Linked DNA regions of Mus musculus: all the other regions are linked to region 7. A link is a contact called in public HiCAR-type and promoter capture Hi-C data. All regions are on one chromosome and are shown on one strand. Each heading gives the region's core, a stretch centred on a gene start, on an enhancer-like site or on the middle of the called end of the contact. The rest is flanking DNA. Distances are from core to core; before and after follow the strand shown. Region 1 holds the start of Tek (TEK receptor tyrosine kinase). Region 2 overlaps Patj (PATJ, crumbs cell polarity complex component). Region 3 holds the start of Tm2d1 (TM2 domain containing 1). Region 4 holds the start of Ift74 (intraflagellar transport 74). Region 5 holds the start of 0610025J13Rik (a long non-coding RNA gene). Region 6 holds the start of Mysm1 (myb-like, SWIRM and MPN domains 1). Region 7 holds the start of Cyp2j6 (cytochrome P450, family 2, subfamily j, polypeptide 6).

The links. Promoter capture Hi-C pulls out the DNA fragments that hold promoters and counts their contacts. HiCAR-type assays count read pairs that join an accessible place to other places.
Region 1: a promoter capture Hi-C map of cranial neural crest shows a contact between it and region 7. The contact joins the promoter of Tek here to the promoter of Cyp2j6 in region 7. A contact is called at or near these places in 3 of 39 promoter capture datasets (cranial neural crest, hippocampal neurons and maxillary cranial neural crest).
Region 2: a promoter capture Hi-C map of liver shows a contact between it and region 7, with 3 times the contacts expected there. The contact joins the enhancer-like site here to the promoter of Cyp2j6 in region 7. A contact is called at or near these places in 5 of 39 promoter capture datasets (the 3T3-L1 cell line, embryonic stem cells, hippocampal neurons and 1 more) and 1 of 115 datasets of contacts at active chromatin or transcription factors (large pre-B cells).
Region 3: a promoter capture Hi-C map of cranial neural crest shows a contact between it and region 7. The contact joins the promoter of Tm2d1 here to the promoter of Cyp2j6 in region 7. A contact is called at or near these places in 6 of 39 promoter capture datasets (cranial neural crest, embryonic stem cells, frontonasal cranial neural crest and 2 more) and 2 of 115 datasets of contacts at active chromatin or transcription factors (astrocytes and large pre-B cells).
Region 4: a HiCAR-type map of astrocytes shows a contact between it and region 7, with 4 times the contacts expected there. The contact joins the promoter of Ift74 here to the promoter of Cyp2j6 in region 7. A contact is called at or near these places in 1 of 39 promoter capture datasets (hippocampal neurons) and 1 of 115 datasets of contacts at active chromatin or transcription factors (astrocytes).
Region 5: a promoter capture Hi-C map of liver shows a contact between it and region 7, with 4 times the contacts expected there. The contact joins the promoter of 0610025J13Rik here to the promoter of Cyp2j6 in region 7. A contact is called at or near these places in 4 of 39 promoter capture datasets (the 3T3-L1 cell line, hippocampal neurons, liver and 1 more).
Region 6: a contact with region 7 is called in a promoter capture Hi-C map of liver, with 3 times the contacts expected there. The contact joins the promoter of Mysm1 here to the promoter of Cyp2j6 in region 7. A contact is called at or near these places in 6 of 39 promoter capture datasets (the 3T3-L1 cell line, cranial neural crest, frontonasal cranial neural crest and 2 more).

What each region holds. Positions count from the first base shown.
Region 1 is chr4:94,737,530-94,740,556 of GRCm38.p6, reverse strand. Tek (TEK receptor tyrosine kinase) reads right to left here and starts at 1,268. Exons shown (of 23, transcript NM_001290549.1): 1 at 865-1,268. The coding sequence starts at 916.
Region 2 is chr4:98,400,447-98,403,653 of GRCm38.p6, reverse strand. The region is part of intron 1 of Patj (PATJ, crumbs cell polarity complex component); the gene reads right to left. Among named protein-coding and RNA genes, the nearest start is that of Patj, 6.2 kb to the right of the region's middle. Within about 2 kb of position 1,888, at least 81 of the 459 cell types and tissues checked have an H3K27ac peak or open chromatin away from gene starts, as enhancers often do.
Region 3 is chr4:98,381,584-98,384,837 of GRCm38.p6, reverse strand. Tm2d1 (TM2 domain containing 1) reads left to right here and starts at 1,573. Exons shown (of 7, transcript NM_053157.2): 1 at 1,573-1,768. The coding sequence starts at 1,602.
Region 4 is chr4:94,612,945-94,615,856 of GRCm38.p6, reverse strand. It overlaps Ift74 (intraflagellar transport 74), which reads right to left and starts at 1,366. Exons shown (of 20, transcript NM_026319.3): 1 at 1,206-1,366.
Region 5 is chr4:98,320,087-98,323,116 of GRCm38.p6, reverse strand. 0610025J13Rik (a long non-coding RNA gene) reads right to left here and starts at 1,761. Exons shown (of 3, transcript XR_376450.3): 1 at 1,610-1,761; 2 at 1-808.
Region 6 is chr4:94,977,847-94,980,809 of GRCm38.p6, reverse strand. Mysm1 (myb-like, SWIRM and MPN domains 1) reads left to right here and starts at 1,710. Exons shown (of 20, transcript NM_177239.3): 1 at 1,710-1,806. The coding sequence starts at 1,745. Gm12694 (a long non-coding RNA gene) reads right to left here and starts at 1,689. Exons shown (of 3, transcript XR_867913.3): 1 at 1,034-1,689; 2 at 1-152.
Region 7 is chr4:96,552,187-96,555,100 of GRCm38.p6, reverse strand. Cyp2j6 (cytochrome P450, family 2, subfamily j, polypeptide 6) reads left to right here and starts at 1,450. Exons shown (of 9, transcript NM_010008.4): 1 at 1,450-1,859. The coding sequence starts at 1,650.

The sequences.
Region 1 (3,027 bases), core at 19-2,518, 1.8 Mb after region 7:
CAATGATAATGTGTCTGTGATCTGCAGTTTGGGTCCCCATGTTTCTCCTAGCATGGTTTACCTATGCTGAGTGAGTTACAAGGCACCCCACTGTGTAGAGCCTGTGATACACATACAGAACCCAAGCTCATCCTGGCTGCCCTCTCTAGAGGTGCCACTACAGGACTTGGCAAAATACTGAATCCGGTGAGCTTGGTAATTGACTACATTTTAGTTAGCTTGCTAGGGCTAATCTTTATGTGAAACATCAAAAAATTAAAGTCAGTGGCATAGCCCTAACTCCTGGACCCCTACCTAAAAGACGAAAAGCCCTTAACTGGACTACTGAAATTAAAAAGCATGGAGATACACAATCTTTACAGAAAAGTGGTCTTGTTTTTAGTTAACAATGACGTTTTTGTACATGGCTAGGTAAGAATTTTGTTTCTACCAAAAAAAAAAAAAAAAATCATTGAAGTCTTTCTTTAAAGTGATTACAACCCAAATTTGTTGTTATGGATAAGAAAACACCAGAATGAGAGGCAAGAAAGAATACTCCAAAAAAAAAAACAAAACAAAACAAAAAACAAAAAACAAACAAACAAAAAAAAAAACCAGATCCCTTCAAATAAGGTGACTTACTCAGTCCTGGGAGAGACCGTGCAACCCAGGAGGCAGCATCTGTCTACAAGAGATGGCTAGAAAACCCAGCTGGTGCCGCTGGAATCTGAACTTCAAAACCGTTGCCATGTGTAAACTGGAGAGTCTCAGAAAAGCAGTGTCAGGGTCACCAAATCGAAGGTTTGGTGAGAGAGAGAATGGCGAGAAGTCACTGTTGTTAAAACATGACACACACACACAAATAAACATCAAGCCAAAACTTACCATAAAGGAGCAAGCTGACTCCACAGAGAACTAAGCCGGCTAAAGAGTCCATACTTCCCCAGATCTCCCCATCCAGCGTCCACAGATGAGCATGAGTCCCTGGGAAGCTTTCAACAACTCACAACTTTGCGACTTCCCGCTCGCATGGTCCACTCGCTCTTGTTTACAAGTTGGCGGCAAGGAGAAACACCACAGAAGCAGGCGGTAACAGTCTCATTTCTGTCTGAGCACAGGGAGGGTTAAGTTCCTTTTTCCTGTTTCCTTTGCAGATTAGGATGGGAAAGGCTGTATCTTAAAGGCACTTGGTATCAGCAGGGCTTGGGGCAGAGCGAGCCCTATCCATCTTGCCCTTCATCCAAGGCTTATCTTCTGCTCCTGCTCCGGCTCCTGCTCCTGCCTTAACTGGATTGTGGGGCAGAGGGATCTTTGTTACAAGTAAGGTCCTGGTCAGCATTTTCAGGAACAATAGGGGTATCCTCTCATAGGCCAGGAATTGAATAACAAGCCCTCCACCTATGTATGGTATGCGATGAGGACCAGCCCTTGCAGGCTAAGCTGTTCTCTGGGGTGCATTTGGGATCCCTGACAGAAGGGGCTTTGGGGCACGGGGAGCAGCACTTGCTCTCCTGTTTTTGTTTTCACTCACAGGGTTTGAATTGGGCAACAAAGTTTCCTGTGATGAGAAATCATAACCTGGAAGGCAATCAATTTGAGGGAGCGTGGTTGAGGTCAGCTCTCAGCGGAGCCACTAGAGACCAGATTCCACAGCCATTAGCCTATTTTCTTACACCCAGATCGCCTGCCTGTTGGCCCTGAGCCCAAATATACGCATGCTACTGGCTACAGCTTTAATTTTTATTAGCATTTCATCTGAGTGTGATCTAATTCGTTGGAGAACTTGGCACAGGAAGATTTTAGTAATGTGAATAATTTCATAGTTATTGGCAAACAGAATTTCAGATGCAAATTATATACAAAAATATGGGAGAGGCACTTTTTAAGAGAGTGACTTGCTCTACAGCTTAGGCAAGCCTGGAACTAGCCTGGAGCTCATGATAACGATGCTCCCTCAGCCTCCCGAGTGTTGATACTACAATCATAAACCACACTCTTGGATTACTCCGGAGATTTTTAAATAATCAGGCAGGTGAGATGGCTCAGCCGGTAAAACCAAGACTGAGTTTAATTCAAAGCCCGTGTGATGGAAAGACAGACACCTGAAAATGTGCACCTCCCATGTGACCTAAATGAATACACACATTCATAAAAACTATAAACAACAAAGTTATAAATCATCTCTATAAAGACCCAACAGAAGTGATTATGTCTACAGGAGCAGAGTGATGGATGAGTGATGAATTCTCCAGCAAGCTCAGGCACCTGAACCTTCCTTACCCAGGTGATCACTTGCTCTCACTGGGAATGAAGCAAGCATGCCACTAGACACACGACCTTGCATCAAGGAAGGACTGCCCCTCCCTTTCCCACCAGCCACAGGAAGAGACACGGAGGCACTGCTAGTCTTGGTGGATTTCTGCCTTAGGTTTTATCACTTCAGGGCTGATCTTGAGTGCCTGTAATGCTTCCAATCTGCAGGGGTAGATAGCTCAGCTCTGTCCTCAGGCACAGCTGAGGGCAGACCCTGACTCAGCTGTTAACAGGTCAAGAGCAGACACTGAGGACTAGTAATGTTTCCAACCTGAGGAGTGCATAGCCCTGTTCAGTCCTCAGGCACACCTGAGGGCAGACACTGGCTCAGAGGTAAGATTATGATAGCTATTTCCATTCCAGAGACTTTTAAATGGCAATAGTATCTCCTTCATGGGTTTTGGTTTTGTGTTTAAGACAGTGTTTCATTATGCAGCCCTTACTAACTGAAACTTAGATATTATAGCCAGCCTGCAACCACCCGCCCTCCTGCCTTGATTCACCAGATGCTGAGGTTAGACGTGTGGATCTTCACACCCGACTCTCCATGGGTGTTTTAAAAACACTATGAAGCCAGGAGTGGTGCAAACATATGACAACAACACTTTGGGAATGGATTAAGAGTTCAAGGTCATCTTTGACAAAACAGTGAATTCATCATAAACTATATGAGGCCCTGTCTCAAAACTCTAAAGAGTCATATTACTATGTTAAAGTATCTGGCACTGTGCCTAA
Region 2 (3,207 bases), core at 639-3,138, 1.8 Mb before region 7:
GTTCTTTATCTTAAAATGTCAGGCACAGTCTGAGAATCCATAGAGTCATGGGCATGGCTGGCTGCGAAACAGGAGACAGAGACACTTTTGTTTACCCAAGTAAAGAAAAGTTTATGAAAAAAAGGCTTCCAAGACAGAGAAGTTTTCCTTGAGTTCCAGGCCAGCAAGACCCAATCTGAAAGGAAATACATAAAAATAAAACTAAAGTAAGCATAACTAAAGTAAGCATGGAAAAACAAATGTAAAAAGAAAGAAGGAAGGAAAGACAGACAAACTTTATTTAGAAAAAAAAATTTATATATATATATATATGTATATGTGGATATATATATATATATATATATATATATATATATATATATATCAGAATTTTCCAGGTTTTTTTTTTTTAAGTATGGTGCTTTAAAAATAAAAAAGTGTCTTCATGGACTTAAAAGCACATATTTTCAAGGCAATTATTAGAAGCAGATCATCACCAGAGTCTAGGACTCTGGACCACCCCAGTGTGGTGGATCAGACCCTTGTGCACACTAAGCTCACACTATACAGTCCACCTACATGCCTAGCTCCATCATATCTTCTTAAAAGCCATAACTATGCACCTGCAGGTCATGTTTGGTTACCATGTGATTAAAAACCTAATTCAACAGGGCAGGCTATATGATCCTGACTACAATGAACTAGAGGATAAATCTTCTCTAAATCTGAGAGATTTGTGGTTCTACATGACATCTCTAATGGCCAGCAAATATTCTTTGCATTTCATTATTCTCTCCTGCTCAAGGGAACATATTCCTGGCATCAAAACCATTTGCTTACCAACAAACCACTTGCTATTCAAAATAAGCGTGTTCTGAGACTGAATTTTACTTCGATGGACAATAAGAATTTCAGTAAGAGGCTGTAAAAATGCACTCAGGAGTGGTTTCCTATATCGACACTTCAAGCATGTTGGCAGTGTTCCGTCAAGTGAGGGGAAGTGACATTTACCTGCTGGCTAGGGCTCCTCCAGCAGACAGCTATCTGCATCTCACTCCTGAAACAGGTACAGTTGGAATTGAGTGACATCTTGAATCCATGTAAGAACTGAGCATGCTGGGAAATCTACCCTTTGTATAAAACAGGAAAACTGTACAACATGCACAAGTGTTGTGAAACGCAGCACTTAAGGGATATTTGGGTTATTTTCATACTTCTGTAAGACAGAAACGTGTGCACTGGGGAATTTTCTAGAAAAAAAAATTTAGGAAGCAATAGTTATTGCTTCCAGAAAATAGAAAAGAGGAATATAAAAGTTAGCCTTTGAGGACTGAGGTTAGAACTCAGTGGTAGAGCGTGTATGCATGAGAGCCTGGATTCAATCCCCAACACCAGAGAAAAATAATAACAAAAATTAGTCTCTTTTACTTTATAGATTTTGGGGTTGTTTGAATTTTTATTAAAAAAAAATACGGACTTAAGATTTTAGTTCAGTGGTAGAATAGCATGTGAGACTCTCAAGTTTTATTCTCTCCACTACAATAAAAATACACAAAAACAAGTACTAATTTTATAATTATAGAACAGTGGTAAAAGTGTCAGATGTGGTACCACATACCTGTAATCCCAGCACTCGGGAGGCCAAGACAGGAGGATTCAAGTTTGAGGACAGCCTGGGCTACACAGTAAGACCCTATCTCAGGGGGACAAAAAAAAAAATCCAAGAAAAATTAAGGCCAAAAACGGCCAACACTTTTCAGACTTCTGTTGGCTCATGAGACTTCAATTTCCTACTAACAAACATCTGCTCATCTATCTGGGATTTTGGGAAGTAAGGTCACTGGCTATCTTGCTGGGAAAGCACAGGCACTCACTGAAGTGCGCATTTCAACTGGACCTTTACACCTGGGTGATTCACAACTCCAGAGCTCACTGAACCAGGAAGCTTGAAAAATATCCATGAGCTTAATATAATATTACATATAAAGTCTTAATGAAGTTCTTAAAAAAAAAAGTCCACTCCCTTCAGAGCCAGGGGTCAGGATTTATCCTGGTCCCTTTGTCCTCAAAGCTCAACATTTACTAGGTACTCGTTAAATAATAAACAGAATCCAAACCAAAGAGTGGTGGAGGCTGCCACCAGAACTCTGTATAGGCTGTCACGCAAAACAAACAAGTGTTACAGTGGCATTAAGGGCCCATTAAGGGAAAGCTATTTGCTCTGCTCAGGGGAATGGCATCTCTGGCCTGGGTGGAGACTTAACATTCCAGTTGGGAGATCAATCATCTCGTTTAGGGAGCAGACTCAGGAAGGCTTGATCCTCCTTAATCCATCCTGAAGAGATAGGAGGAATAACTATCCCGAATGCCATGAAGCTCTGTTAGGTCTGCCCTCCTAAGCACCACTCAGAGGCACAGTTTTTTCCTGTCCCTCCCTTCTTTTTTCTTTGTATGCTGGCCAAAGCCTAAAAATGCCTTTTCTGTATTTTAGGGTTCTTACTCTTTCTCTGGAGGCCCCCCCTCCCCTTTTTGTCACAAGACTGTGTGGCTGGACTCCATGACTCAGTCTAACAGTAGGAATTCTTCTCTTCTCCATCTGACTCCTCTGGGCAGCCGCCTGGGTCTACAGCTGGCTCTCCTTGCGATTTTTTCTTTTACACTCTAATAAAACTGTCCTCAAGCTTCCTTCAGAGCCCATCCTCAAATTCTTTCAATAACAATACTATGAACTCCAAGAGGGAAGTACACCAATTCCCTTGGTGACATGTAGCAACTCTGCCGGGACACCCCAAAATTCCCAGGAACACAAGTTAGGTTTCCTACAAAGGCCTGGTGAAAGCTTTCCTAAACCAACTGAACATAAAAAAATTAAATGTCCCCACTGTCAAAACACCCCACTCCTAGAATGTAAGAAAAGCAATTGTAGAATGCTAAAGCTGCATATGGAGAAAATATTGAAATCCAAGTTGAAAGATACCATGAGAAAAATCATGTTAGTTCCTCAGAGTGCTTCAGTTGGCAAGATTCATATCTTATCACGGAAACACTCTCAAGAGTCAATTCCTAACAGTACTCTCTCTGTAATTTGTTTCATTTTGCAGAAGTTAAACTGCTCTGTGTGTCATTCTGTTGGTGATAGTCCCCCTCCACCACAAGCAACAAGCCACAAATCTGAACAATTTTCACACACATTAAGTCTCTGATATGTTTTTAAGGATTTATTTATTT
Region 3 (3,254 bases), core at 324-2,823, 1.8 Mb before region 7:
TCAAATTTAAATAATGTAGCAGCTATGTGATCATGGTAATTTATGTGATCATGAGACTGCAAAACAGAGAAGTTACTTTATTACAGACGTAAGAGGCTTGTAAGAGGAAGTGACACATCATCAATACTTTAATACATCATCAATTCAAGAGTCAATTTTCTGTCCATGGGATGCAGGGGACTATGTCCAGGGACTTGTGCTTGCTAGGCAACTCTACCACTATCCCAGCTCAGGAGTCAAAAGTTTTATAGTTTCATTGCTGTCTTACAGAATCCTTTTAATTCTTTTAAATTTACATATTGTGGAAGAGAATAAAGATAATCACTAAAGCCATAAAATAGATCCAGTAATGGGATTAATCAGCAAAGCATCAGCAGTTCTAAGTAATTGTTTTAAATCTGTATTAAAATTGATACACAGATCAGCAGTATTCTTGCACTCAGCAGGAAACCATCTAATTCTATCATAATTTCAATAATCCTGAGGCACAGAATTGCTTCCTTTAGTCCTTTGGGTTTATGTTGTATTTTAAAAAATCACTAGAACATTCTGAGTCCAAGTAGTAGTTAAGTGGAAAGGTTCTTTTATCATTGTGTAAGATGTATAACTGATATTCTGTCTTTTTCAATATTTATTTTTATTTTATGCATGTGAGTGTTTTGTCTGCTATTTCCACCTTGTGGGTCCCAGGGATTGAATTCATTTGTCAGGCAGAGCAACAAAGGATTTTACCCATGGAGCCAAATATGTGCATAGAGCTTGAGAAGGCTAGAAGGGGACCTTCAATCTGGAACTGGAATTACAGGGCTTTAGCCAATACATGGGTGCTAGGAACCTAACCTGGTTCTCTGTAAGACCAGCAAGTGTTCTCAACTCCTAAGCCATCTCTTCAGCCCAATATTCTGTCCTCGAACACTTGTCCACTATATAATGTCTACAGCAATCTAGAATTGCACTTGGGTCACTTCTAGATAGTCTAAATCTAAATTCTTCCAACCCTAGGGAAACCCTCATCCTTTAGAGCCTCCAGGATCAACACTGGTGCCCACCAGGAGCTGGGGCTCATCAGAAGGAGCAGTTTCTGTCTCCTTGTGAGGGTTCTCAGGGAAGCTACTAGAGAAGACTCCCAAACGTGTATTTTTTTATATAATTATTCAGTTTTTTAAAAAGTGTGTGTGTATGTGAAAATCCGTTTTTTTTTTTCCATCATGTGGGTTCCAGGGATTGAATTTAAATAATTTTCAGGCTCCGGAACAAGTGCCTTTACACTCTGAGCAGTCTCCCTGGGACATGGGCATGTTTTTATTATTATTATTATTATTATTATTATTATTATTAAAGTTTCCATGCTTGCTTTGGCAGTACATATACTAAAATTGGAACGATACAGAGATTAAGATGGTCCCTGCTCAAAGATAACAAGCGAACATATTTAAACAACAACAACAACAACCCTCGAAAACCTCGCTGATGTAGCTGTGCCAAGTTATCCTAGGGAGTAGCCTTTAGAAGCCCTAAGCTGCGCCACGGTTGCCAGGCCCCTTTAAGGCCCTTCCTTCTCTAGGAGGCGGAACCGGAAGCGCGAGGACGCGGTGCCCAACATGGCGGCCGCCTGGCCCGCGGGTCGGGCTTCCCCAGCGGCGGGGCCTCCGGGCCTTCTCCGCACCCTGTGGCTCGTGACGGTCGCCGCGGGACACTGTGGGGCTGCTGCCTCTGGCGCTGTCGGGGGCGAGGAGACACCCAAGTGTGAGGACCTCAGGGTGGGACAATATCCTCCGGAAAGCCGCCGTTCTCAGGCGGTCAGCTGGACCCCGGGCTGTGGGATGGGGACCGTGGCCTCCGCTGTGGCTCTAGTGACCATTGGACCCCGGGAGGTGAGGAGGGCTGTGGGGACGAAGGGCGAGCACCGTGGGCTTTCCCTGGACCGATCAGTGGTTGGCACTTCCTTCTCCGATTGACCATGGATTTTACCGGCTTGCCCACTTACTCACACACACACACACACACACACACATCTAGGTTGTGTCCCAGACACAAAAGATGCGAAAATTGTTCGACGCGTTCCTGAAAGTTTGCAGGTGTTGAGGGAGACAAGTAATTACTAGTGAACCAATGCATGTGTCTCACTTGTCATTAACGTAACATATATCACCTACAGCCATCCTCAGATGGCTTCACTTTGTGATTTTAGACAACTTATTATTATGTTTTAAAATTAGAGATCCTCTTGGATGTTTTAAAATGTAATATTTGTATTAGTTCTTTGTGAGAATTTCACCCAGTGGATTTTGATCATATTCAACCTCAAACTCCTTCTACATTGTCTTCCCTCCCACTCCCCCTTAACCTCGACCCCTACCACACACACTTAAAAAAAAAAAAGAAAACTAACACAGGGAGTCAGATATGTGCTGTTCATATCTACAGTGGTATGGGGCTATTCGCTGAAGCATGGTTGCCTTACCTGGGACTTAAACCTATGACTCTCTAACTTAGCAGCCATCAACTGGCCATAGTTAGGGGTGGGGGCTTTTGAATGAGCAAATAATTTAAGTCTAAAACATACTTATACCAGTGACTACCAACTTAAGGGAGCATTTATGCTAATTTAATTACCACAACAGTTTCGTTGGGTGTTTATTTACAGATGAGAAATCTGATTTAGGAATGGGTGAACTGTCTTATTACATTAGCGCACCGCAGAGCAACAAGGTGAAATTCGTGTTATACTCAAAAAACTATGTTTGAACAAAACTTTGGGTACTGACACAGTGCCTCAGACATTTGTGTACAGATCCTCAAACCTGCAGAAGCAAGAAAGAGTCTTAAGAAAAATCTTACAATTAAGAGAATCTGCCAGGCAGTGGTGGCCCAAGCCTTTAATCCCAGCACTCGGGAGGCAGAGGCAGGCAGATTTCTGAGTTTGAGGCCAGCCTGGTCTACAGAGTGAGTTCCAGGACAGCCAGGAGAAACAGAGAAACCCTGACTTAGAGAGAGAGAGAGAGAGAGAGAGAGAGAGATCTGTGAGTTAAGGAGAGCATGCATTAGATTTGCACAGATTACCTCTAATTTGCTTTGCCAACCCCATTATGCAGGGAGTTGCTGACATACTGAGTTTATCATTGTCTTAGGAAAGATGAGAGTGTCCTTCTAAGAAGTATTTGAGCTGATTATGAGCTATTGAACCCTTGTGAGAAGTGACTGAGCCTGTAGAACTCTGGTGACAACTGAACATTGCCTTAATGACAACTAAC
Region 4 (2,912 bases), core at 117-2,616, 1.9 Mb after region 7:
GGGGTGTGGGGGACTTTTGGGATAGCATTGGAAATGTAATTGAGGAAAATACGTAATAAAAAAATTAAAAAAAATAATAAATCAGGTATGGTGGTACATGCATGCGATGGGAGGAGGGAAGCAGTCACTATGACTGCAAACAAAACATCCATGAAAGTGTTCTACACCTAAAGCTCAGCGCCTTGGCTTTTCTTTGCAACGACTTCTACAATTTCCGCACCATTTAGTTCCAACTGTAGTAAGAACTCATAAATATCTACAGTTTTATCATTCAAACCAGGCACCAATTCCGAATGTTCACTTGTTGACTGAAATTTTCCATTTGGACATACACACCATTATCTCTTCAAGAAGGGGGGGAAAAGGTCAACCTTAGCATTTTTCTATTCCAAGTAGCACCATATCCCTATGGTTTTGAACAACAAAGAGACAACAACAGTATTTTTGCAAGGAAAAGTCCTATAGTCAAAACTCAAAAGTAGTTAAAAAACAAAACAAAACAACAACAACAAAGAACCCCAGTAATCCTCTAGCTTTCCTGTTAACTGAGAAAACGACTAATTTATGTAGTCCCACTTGTGTTAAGAGAAACGGGAGGTGGGCTCTCATAACAAATACACCCCTAACTCTGGAGTTCTTCGATCCATATTCTTATCATGGCAGAGGGAGGCCAGAATTCACACATTCTCTGATCCTACAAGGATTAAGGATACAGTCTACCTCTGATAGTAATCACTACATAAACTTGGCACACAATGCCCTTTGGGATGTGATTTCTCGTCTCTAAAACAAAAGTGTGGCCAGGAGTCCTTATTTTGCAGTTGTTGTTAAGTTCGGTTCTTACATGGAAAACATCACATTGTTTTGTTTTCCTTGTTATTACTACCCTTATCCTCCCTGGCCCAACCATTCTGACTTGTATTAACCGAACGATGCTACGTCCTTCCCCTGTAGCCGGCTGATCGCCCCTTCCTTCAGAGCAGAGACTTTTCTGAGGCGTCCGTATCCTTCCCCTCCTTCCCAGGGTTGGAGCATCCTTTCGGTCCAGGCGTAGTGTGGAACTTCCCAGGCCGAGCCTCCGACCCCAAGTTATAGAACCAGCCAAGAGTCCACGAATTCGAGTTTGTTCCGTTTGGAGAGAGTCAAAAGTGGCCACAGAACCTTAACCCACGCAGGGAAAAGGCAAACGAGCTGAGATTTCTCACCTTGCCTGGTGCGACTGGGGTGCCGCTAGGTCCCCGCGACATGAACTTCTTTCTGAGGAGTCAACGCGAGCGCCAACCCCGCGTTTCACCGCTCACCAGAGCAGAGACAGGGAGCCAGGCCTCAGAGTCCCCCCCACCCCGCAGCGACGCCGCGTATCCTAGCAACGGTCACCGCGCGGAAAACGCTCCTCGTGATTGGCCTGCGCTGCGCCTCAGATTCCGGTACTTAAAGTGGGGGTGGGGAAGTCTCGCGAGATTTGAGAACAGTTTCTTCCCTCCCTCCTTCCTTTACTCTTCTCTTATCCCTTTCCCAACTCATTGCACACTTTACTGAAATAAGTCTTTACTCTTTCTTTGGTACCAGAGTTTCCCACCCCCCCTTTCTTTTAAGCCTAAGTTTGTGAGAAAGACTATGTAAAGTGGTTTGAGTGTCCTTAAGAGAATTTGTTTTAAAACAAGCGCTCTGTCTTTTAAATCACTGAGTAGCTCAGAGTGTTAAGTATCTCATTGGAACTACTCCTGGTGCGAATTTAGTTTTTTGTTTATTTCATAACTAAACGTTTAACTTACCCTGGCCATCTCCTCTCCATAAAACTGAGTGATTGCATTGGTTCCTCCAGTAGTCCGAAACAGTGGAATCTAAGTTCATTGCTTGCTAGTTCCAATCGAACCCAGAAACTGAATGAGAGCCCTAAGGAACACAGCAGGGATCTATTTAAGCAGAGATGCCAGCCTCAGCAACTATATCCAGGTTTTAAGACTGAAGGTGTATCAACAGCAAGCTGCAATATTTTTGTCAAAAAACTTGTAGCCTGTTCTGCCAGATTGCCTAATTACGTTTTTTTTTTTGGGGGGGGGGGTATTTGTTTTGTTTTTGTTTTAATTTTAGACTGTCTTTGTAGCCCTGCCTATCCTGGGAACTCGTTATGTAGACCAGCCTGGTTATATGGATCTTTCTGACTCTCCTAAATACTGGAGTTAAAAACTTGGACCATCATACCCAGCTTCTTAATAAAGTTTAATACATTGATTTTTCTGATTTTAGTTTACAGTTTCTGTGCCTTCCATTTAAGAACTCTGATAGATGTAACAGTTCAAACTGGCAGGACAGGTGTTCATGACCCAATTTTAAATAGACTAATTTCCTATAAATCCTTTGAGCAGTGTTCCTGTATCTTTTATGTGATGAAAATAATACAGAACAGAGCATCTCATTTAATAGCCTCTCAGCTTCCAGAGGGAAGGAATCGATTTTATTTGACTTTGGTCATTTTCATTTTGTCTTTGCTTGATTGTTTTGGTTTGTGTGTGTGTGTGTGTGTGTGTGTGTGTGTGTGTGTGTGTGTGGTACTGGATGCCAGGCACTGTACCACTGGGCAACATCCACAGTCCAAGATTTTGTTGTTGCTGTTGTTGTTGTTTATAGGAACTTACTTGGCCTTCATCAAATAACTGAGTATTTTAAGTGTACATTGTGTCAGGTTCTTTTCTGTCTGATGACCTCATCGTCTTAAACTATAGATTATGAACTCTTGTGGGCTTTAACGCAATGTGGGGGTTTCCCCTCAAATTTACAATTCTGAATACACAGTGAACAAAAGTTAAATTAGAAACAAATTGTAATGAATCAGGTGTGTCCTGCAACACTCACCCACGCTGCATCTCATGTTTCACTAAGGCTTTGGTTCTTAAACACATGGGTACTCT
Region 5 (3,030 bases), core at 512-3,011, 1.8 Mb before region 7:
CAGCTACCTCCTTTAGCCAGTCGGCTAAGAATATGTGTCAGGGCAGGCTAGCTTACAGAAAGATGAAATGATTCTCTTTCCTTACAAAATAAATACCAAACACGTCAATAAAATGTAGGTCTGAACTAGGTCTATGACCAGCAAACTGACATAGGAAAAAGCACTTAACGTTCAGGAACCCGTCTTTACGCAACTGTAAAGGGAGGCTATGGGATGAATTTGGCAGTTGTACATTACTGCTGCACACATTGGAGAGGGGATACACACAGTTATTGTAGACTTTACTAGCCACCAACAAAATGTCTGACAAACATAAATATATCTGAAAGTTGTTGTTGTTGTTGTTTTTTTTAAATAGGTTGGTTCATTCATTCATATGTTCATTCACGCTACTGTTGTGGGAGCACACACTCTTCGCTGAGCGTATACTGGGATCACAGACTGCCTTCGTCCTCAGGTTGGGTTTACATAAAGCAGTTAGATCAACTCCTAGGGCAGAGCACTTAGACAGGAGTTTCTGAGCTGGGTAGGCTAAGACGGGTGGCCTTTGTTGGAAATGCTGTTGCTAGTGGCTGGGACCAGGTCCAGCCAGCTCACAGCAGCTTGCTTTGGGGTCGCACTGACGCTTGCCTGGTCGCCGGTAGGTGGCGGCAGACGCCCTGGCGGAAGGCGTTGCGCTGCGCCCCGCTGGCTTGGCTCCGCCCGCCGGGTCCGATGCTTCGCGCTCCGCCTCCGGAGCAGCCGAGTGCGTCTGAGGCGATCCCGTGCCAGGCTTGGGGACGCTGCCAGGTTTCTCTCAAATCTTGGCCTAACAAAGGGAAGCAAATTACAAAAATGGAAATTTTCAAACTAGCGTTCAGTTGTATTGAAATCGACGTTTGTGTAGCACGCAGGCACAGACCACATTCATGCTATTTTGTGATTAAAACGATACCAAAAATACCTCCTTGCTTTAGTTTTCATCTTCTAAAACGGCCTCTTCCCCTTTTCTAATTGCTGCTTTACTTTGGGGGAGCAGCGAGCCCCCGGCCACCGTAGAATTGCTAACATTTGCATCAGGACAGTTGAAATCTGGCCCGGGCTGCTATTCTCTCTGTCGTCCCCACCCCAGTCTTTCCTCCTCCCCGTCTCTTAGACTCCGCTGTTTCTCTCGTTCTGTCCTCCCCCCAACCCCCCTTCCTCCTTTTCTTTGGGAGTTGAACTTTAACCCAACCTTGTGTGTCCTTTCAGCCTAGGGGAGTACAGATAAAGACATTGCTAGGCACTGTACGGGGAAGTTTTGTGTCTTGTGTACTCGGTTTCAAGTCTTAGGACAGCGCGTAAATCCTCAGGGCTCCTCTTGATTCAAGCAGCAAAACCTGACCATGGCCTCACCAAAGCTCTGGTTACCTTGCTCTCCCATTAAAAAACAAAAACCAAACCAAAACAAAAAAAACCCCAATGATTTTGAAGCGGCTCTTGAGCTGGCTCTTGAATGGATTTTACTTAACATGAAGTTGTATAGAGCCCGACTGTGTCCTCTTGGCTTGTTTTTGCAGTTGCTAGACAGGCCCAGTCCCCAGTGGGCTTGTGTGAAAGGCGCCCTCCTCCCACCCCCAGCTCTCCGCACCATTTCTTTCCTTGGAAGCTTTGACTGTCTCCTTCCGCAGCAGCTGTGTCTGCAGTGCCTGGAGACAGGTGGGGGAGTAGCCTCCCGCTGAACCTGCCAATTCCCTCTCCAAGGACTGTCTGAATAGCTATTAAAAATTAAAGGACACGCACACGTACACACACACACACACACACACACACACACACACACACACACACACACACACGCTTTCGTTCTTTGTTTTCTGGTGGAGGTCACTGTCACACCAGAGCAATGGTACTGCTTTGCCGACTGAGATTAAATTCTACAGTCCTTCTCTTGTCGGCACTCACCAGCCCACAAGAACCCATTGCCACATCTTTTGGGCCCTCTAGAAGATCTGAGTTCTAGGAGTGGTCAAGTGCCCACTTGCAATGGATCTGGAGAGAGAGGTGCTCCCAACCCCAGGAGATAAACACAGAGCTCATGAGACCATGGTTGCAGTTAGGGATCCCTTGTTTATCTGTATTTGAGTCTCAAAACTAGAACTTTCTAGGGCAGGTGTTGAGTATCCTCTGCACACTGGTAAGAGTTTAACAGGTTCCAGAAGAGAACCGGAAGTCACATTTTCGTTCCCAGCCTGGATTCAGGACCTTCTGCTCTTCCCTGGGGGCTTGACCCTCAGTACCCAGCTACCTCTCTGCTTTTCCCAGGGCTGTTGCCCGCTCTTAGAATTCCTCCTCCTCCTCTTCTCTGATTAGCAAACGTTTGGTCTCTTTAAAGACGTCTTTCAAACACACCCTCTCCAGTCTTTCATGGCTGTGCCTGTGCTTGGGTACCTCTGTAGTCAGTAATCCTGCCTTAAGTTAAATGGGACAAAGTTGCTTGACATACCTGCTGTGCTGTGCTGTGCTGTGCTGATCTCTCTCTCCCTCTCCCTTCCTCCCTCTCCCTTTCTCCACCCCTCCTCTCCACTCCCTACCTCCCTCTCTTTTCCTCTCTCTCCTTCCCCCAATCTCCACTCTCCTTTCCTTTCTCTTCCCCCTTCTCTCCCTTCCTCCCCTTTATCCCCTGAGAGAATATATTCTTTGCTCAGGCCAGGAATGTATCTTTATTTATCTCCTAGCCTGCACACCAAAGATGCCCGGGAAACTCTATGTGATGATAAGGAAACACACCTGGTTCTTAAATGATCCCAAAGGGCCAGCTTGTTTTTCTCCAGTTCTTGCTCCATTGGCAGGCATCTCTAAGTATGTCTGCAGAGTGGAAAGGAAAAACTTAAGGTTGTGTTCACACGTGACTTTTCCATAGTTCAGGGAGAGTCTTCTACTAATGAAGGTTTGATGAGCACACAGATGAAAACTCCTGTACCCCAGCGTGTGCACAGGAGCAGCACTCAAGGAAGACCTGCGACCCGAGAAGGTTTCAGGCATCTGCGTGGGCTCTAATGTATGTAACTT
Region 6 (2,963 bases), core at 461-2,960, 1.6 Mb after region 7:
TTAGAGACTGGTGTTTCTATTTTGCATTTCCCGATTAAATCCAACAGGCACCTTTAAGTGCCTATGCTCTGTCAGGCAAGCTGTTAGCATTGATTACTAGATGAGTCCTCTGACAATGCGCAAACAAATAAACACCATGGTTCCAGGTTGCCCTGAAAAGTAAAACACACTATTCAGTTCCTAAAGCACGGGGCCCTCATTTTACAAAATTCTTCTGCCTCTCCTGCCATCACACTCTCAGGCTGAGGTGTGAAGTAAGCTCGTTTTATTGTTTCGTTCACTTATTATGGGGTCCGCATAGATCCAACATAACTCATACATCAAGTGAATGATGTATTGTATTCAAGCTGCTACTGATCGACCAAGGCCGGAGAACATAGAACAGAGTCCGGAGAGTGACTTTTTAGGGGAATTACATAGCATATTTAAAGGATGAAACCATAAAGTAAGGGAGGGCAAGCAGGGTAGGCTGTAGCTTCGGCCAATCATATTTTGACCATAAAGGGTTGAGCATGCGAATTTCCACCAATCAGAATAGGAGCTGGTTCCTGGGCCTGGGAACAAGAACTTAGTTTGACCCTACAGCAAGCTGGAGAGTGTCCTTGAGATGGCTGGACTCAAACTGCTGTCTCCTTACAACTTTCCCTGAGATGACTGGACGCAGACAATTGTCTCCTTCTAAGTTGTCTCTGAGATGGCTGGGCTCAAATAGCTGTCTCCTTACAACAGAAGCTCCCCCAGGGCCTGGGACCTTGAATTTAGTTTACCCCTATGATTAAATGAAGCCTGAAAACGACATGGTAGTACTTAAAAAAAAAAAAAAGAACAAGTTTATTTTGCGGGGCGTGGTGGCGCATGCCTTTAATCCCAGCACTTGGGAGGCAGAGGCAGGTGGATTTCTGAGTTCAAGGCCAGCCTGGTCAACAGAGTGAGTTCCAGAACAGCCAGGGCTATACAGAGAAACCCTATTTCAAAAAATCAAAACAAAACAACAACAAATCAGGTTTATTTTGCTGGTTCCCAATACACTTACCTGTCCAACACAGCTTCTACTACGTGAGACACTGTGCTGAACGCAGGCAGTGTAAGGACTACCAGACAGGTTTTATCCTTAAAGAAGTCACAGTCTGATCGAGAAGACAATGAGTCATGGATTCTAACTGTATGAGAGACAGATTTGAGGGCAGAAAAATGCAGAAGCAAGACTCTGATTTCTTGGAAAACCGTTAAGTTCTTTGCTTCACAGATTCCCAGCAATGATTTGTATGTATATGGCAAACACTCAGGGCAGAGTTTAAAAGATCAATCTACCAAGCTCTCTGTTTGAACAATCACGTCAGTTTTCTGAGTCTATTTACTTATCCATAAAATAAAATCCGTGAAACCTGCATCCATTCCACTGGGTCATTCTAATAATTCACGGTGGCGGGCGGGGCGGGTAGGCGCGCGCGCGCGTGTGTGTGTGTGCGAAAATGAACCAGAGACAATGGATGCCACAAAGCAGGGTCTCTCGCCTGAATGGAAAAAGATCTGCTGTGAGTTAGCCCACGTAAGACGTGAGAGAAGTGAGATAACCCATGCGGTCCTTGGGGAAGCAGCTTTCACGCAGTCTCCTGGTCTTACTCGCCGGAGTTCCCCGGAAGTGCGCCACGCCAAGGCCCCGCCTCCGGCCCTGGGCCCGCCCCCGGTCCCGCCCCGCCGCATCTCGCGGGATCTCGCGAGTACGCCTGCGTCAGGTGCAGTCATGGAGGCGGAGGAGGCGGATGTGGATGTGGAAGGAGATGTTGCGGCGGCTGCACAGCCGGGGTGAGGCGCGGAGCGGGGTCCTGCGGGCCGGGCTGTGCTAGGCAAGGGTCGGAGGATGCGGTTGGCCGAGGGTCCGTGTGGACGGCGTCGGGACCCGGGGTGCTCCCAGCCGGAAGTCGGCCGGGTCCGGGAGTGGACCCGGTGCCCCAGGTTGCACTGTTTATCTCCACTTTCTGGGCTGCGATGGACAGTGTTTAATTCGGATTCCTACCTGCATTCGCGCTGTCTCAGGCGCCTCACAGCATCTTGAACACTGGCGTCTAATTTAGTCCTGCGCCCGCTAGCGACCTGGTCCAGTCGTTTGATTCCTCCTTCTCAGAGCAAGTTGTTGAAAACTTGGGGGAAAGGCAGCTTACCCTAAAGGATCCAGATTTTAGAGTTGGACAAGTCATGTTTGCCTTTTGCTTTTGCTCTTCCTGTTTACTGTCACTCTGACCGTGATCAAGGCATTTGAGGCATTTCCAAGCAAGGCTCCGCTTGCTTGGAAACCAAGAATCACTTGTCGATCTTACTGTTGTAAGCATCGAATGAAATAATTCTGAGAGATGTTTTAGCATATGGAGAATGCTCGGCAGATGTTTTCTTTGCTGTGTTAGGATAATGTAGTGAAGACCCAGTTAGGGGTGTCATGCCAGTGCCTGCAAGGACGGGCAGTGTGATTTTAAACTGAACCTGATTTGACACGTGCCTTTAGGAGGACGCGGTATCCCTCCTTTTAAGTAATGGGGGCCAGATAGGACCTCCTGTAGAAGCCAGGTACATTACTTGTAACTTGTCAGCGACTTCGTTAGAATTCTGCTGAAGTACATACTATTACTAGTACTGCTCCATTTTCAGCCCATATAGTTCATTTGACAGGAGGGCTGCTCCACTGTAGACTGCCAGTCCTCCTCTATAAGGCACCAGAATAAGAAGCATTTTAAAATAGCCAGTGAGTTCTTAAAATGTGATGAAAATGAGGGGTAGTTAACTTCACATAAATATTTTCTCAAAAGTTCAAAAGTTACGTGGATAGCCTGAGATAGCAATAACTCTACACCAGTGTGATATATCAGACTTGAGCAAGTGCTTGTGATGTTTGAGAATCGGTGACCTCAGTGGGCGAGGGCAGTTTGGAGTTCATAAAGGAATTCACCTGGTGTTCAGTGACCGTCACC
Region 7 (2,914 bases), core at 201-2,700:
AGGAGGAATTTCCCAAGCAAAAATAAAAGAAAACATTACAACAAAAAGAATGAGGTAGAAAGTGTGAATTTGTTCAGCAGTAAGCCTGCAAGATGACAATTAAATCTGGCAAACAAGTTACTTTTATGCCAGGCTGTGGTGGCACATGCCTTTAATCCCAGCACTTGGGAGGCAGAGGCAGGCAGATTTCTAAGTTCGAGGCCAGCCTGGTCAACAGAGTGAGTTCCAGGACAGCCAGGGTACACAGAGAAACCCTGTCTTGAAAAAACAAACAAACAAACAAACAAACAAACAAACAGTTACTTTTACAATAAATAGCCCTGTTATAGGTCTCTAAGTTAAGTCCCCAGAACCACAATAATAAAAATAGTAATAACAATGATCAGGACAAAAGTGTTTTTCCAACAAGTGTTCATTAAACATTCCTGGGCGCACGAAGCACAGCTCTGTTAAAACAAAGTGATCTGTTGCAAGGAGGTGACGATGTTGCCTGCCACTCTGTTACTAGGATTAGCTTGGTTTCTCAGGTACATTGCAGTCACTGGGAAAGTTTGCTTATAGAACAGGCTCCCAGATGTCCGTGATGCTTTCTGGGGTTCATGCAAATCACAAACCTTACCACCACAATTGTCTCCTCAGAGGGAAAGACTTATTGACTGAAAAACAATCTATCTTAGACTGCCTTTTAGTATTACTATTAGTGTTGTTGTTGTTGCTGCTGCTGCTGCTGCTGCTGCTGCTGCTGCTGCTGCTGCTGCTGCTGCTGGAGTTTTTTGTGACAGTGTCTCACTAAGTAGTTCTACCTGTCCTGAAACTCATTATGTAAACCAGGTTGGCCTTGAACTAACAGAGATTTGCATCCCTCTGCCTACAGAGTGCTGGGATTAAAGGTGTGTGCCACCACTCCCTGCTCAATTATTATTTTAAATTTTTATTACAATATAATTACACCCTTTCACCCTCTTCCCTTTCTTCCCTCCAATCCTGCCCTTGTCTCCCCACTTACTTCCTCTCAAATTGATGGCCTCTTTAATTGATTATATATACATATATATCACATGAATATAAATGTATATGGGTTCAGGGCTGGACACTTAGTATTGAAAAACAGAAGGCTCCTGTCTGGGGAAGACTAAATCTCCCTTTCAGTAGCCTTTAGTTGCCTGTAATAATTTTTCTAGGGTGGGGACCCCTTGAGATTTCCTGGTTTCACTTTTTACTATCTACTGGTGCCTTTTAAAACTGTATTTTCTACATGTTCTTGTGGGAACTCAGTGCCAAGGACCTAGCCACTATAGAAGCAGTCTGGGCATCTGCAGGGCAGAGCAAAGCATGGCAGGGCATGGGAGGGAAGTTTGGGAAGGAATGGGTAAAAGCTCTAAGGGGCGGAGAGAAGAGCTCTGTGCACGTGATCAGGGGTTCTCCTGTTCTCCGGTTCCAGCAGATTGGAAACTACTCTCAGAAGCTTTGTCACTTCCTGCGAGAGCCCAGCTCCAGGGAGGAAACCAGAGGAGCAAAGGGGAGTGGACAGAAAGGGATAGGGAGGGACTGAGGGGACCGGTTTTAGAAGGGTGCCCTTGTTGTTAGCACCTGGGACTTGCCGCAGCTCAGACCTTCATTCCTCAGACGAACCAGCTGCAGTCCTAGCCATGCTCGCTGCTACCGGCTCCTTGTTAGCCACGATCTGGGCAGCGCTCCATCCCAGGACTCTGTTGGTGGCTGCAGTCACCTTCCTGCTTCTGGCTGATTACTTCAAAAACCGGCGCCCCAAGAACTATCCCCCAGGGCCTTGGGGTCTGCCTTTCGTGGGCAACATATTCCAGTTGGACTTTGGGCAGCCCCACCTCTCAATCCAGCCGGTAGGAAGGGGTGCGGGTGTCTTGCTTTGTCTGTCCTGACTTAATCCTGAGCTACAGGAACAGGGGACTTACTGAGACTAGAACAGAAGACCAGGTTCAAAGACTGGTGATCACAACCTGATATCCAGAACTCAGAACCTGTGTGAGTCCTCCTTTAAGATATAAGCTGTTCGATTTTCAAATAGTTGGAGATTTTTATTTACTCTTGTATGAAGGGCTTTGCTCTCATTGTTATTCTGTTAGGGTCAGAGAACTCCCTGTATGTGATTTTAAGTCTTTAAACCATGGCATATTAACGGAATGATAATAAATCTAGATAAATAATCCCTTTCAATTTCAGAAATGGGTACAGAAGTGGTACCTCATCTTAGTTTGTTAAAGCGCTTGTAAAGAAAACAAAATGTGTTTTTCTCTTGATTGGAGTTTTCTACAAGTAATCAGTTTTCTTATTGATCTTTGTTTGTCCTGTAAGTCCTTGCTGAATGTTCACCTACTAACTTTTTCAACCCCTGGGAAAGGTGTCTCCAGCTCCACAGGAAGTCTGCATGTTTTTCCACTCCATTCTGGAAGCTCTCCTGCTTGAATTGGAAAGACTGTTATGTGCACATAGTGTGCATGAAAGACTGAAATAGTGTCCTTTCGGTATATGACCATCTTCCCACATAATATTTCTCTTTATCTATAGTTATTTTCTCTGCTTAGATAGTTAATACTCCAGCCATGTTTGATTATCCCTGTCACTTCCCACTACTAGTGATGTCTGACTCTTTCTGATTGTTACTATTTAAAGGCATACACCCATATTTTTTTCATATTTACTTTAACCTATTTATTTTTCTCTTTTTCCTTCCCTGTGTGTTTTTTGGACACTTTCTGAGTAGTTGCATTTTTATACCCATTCAGTCTTTCTTTTTCTTTCTCTTTTATTGGATATTTTCTTTATTTACATTTCAAATGTTACCCCCTTTCCAGGTTTACTCTCCAGAAACCTCCTATCTTATCCCCCTCCCCCTGCCTCTATGAAGGTGCTCCCCCAACCACCTACTCACTCCTGC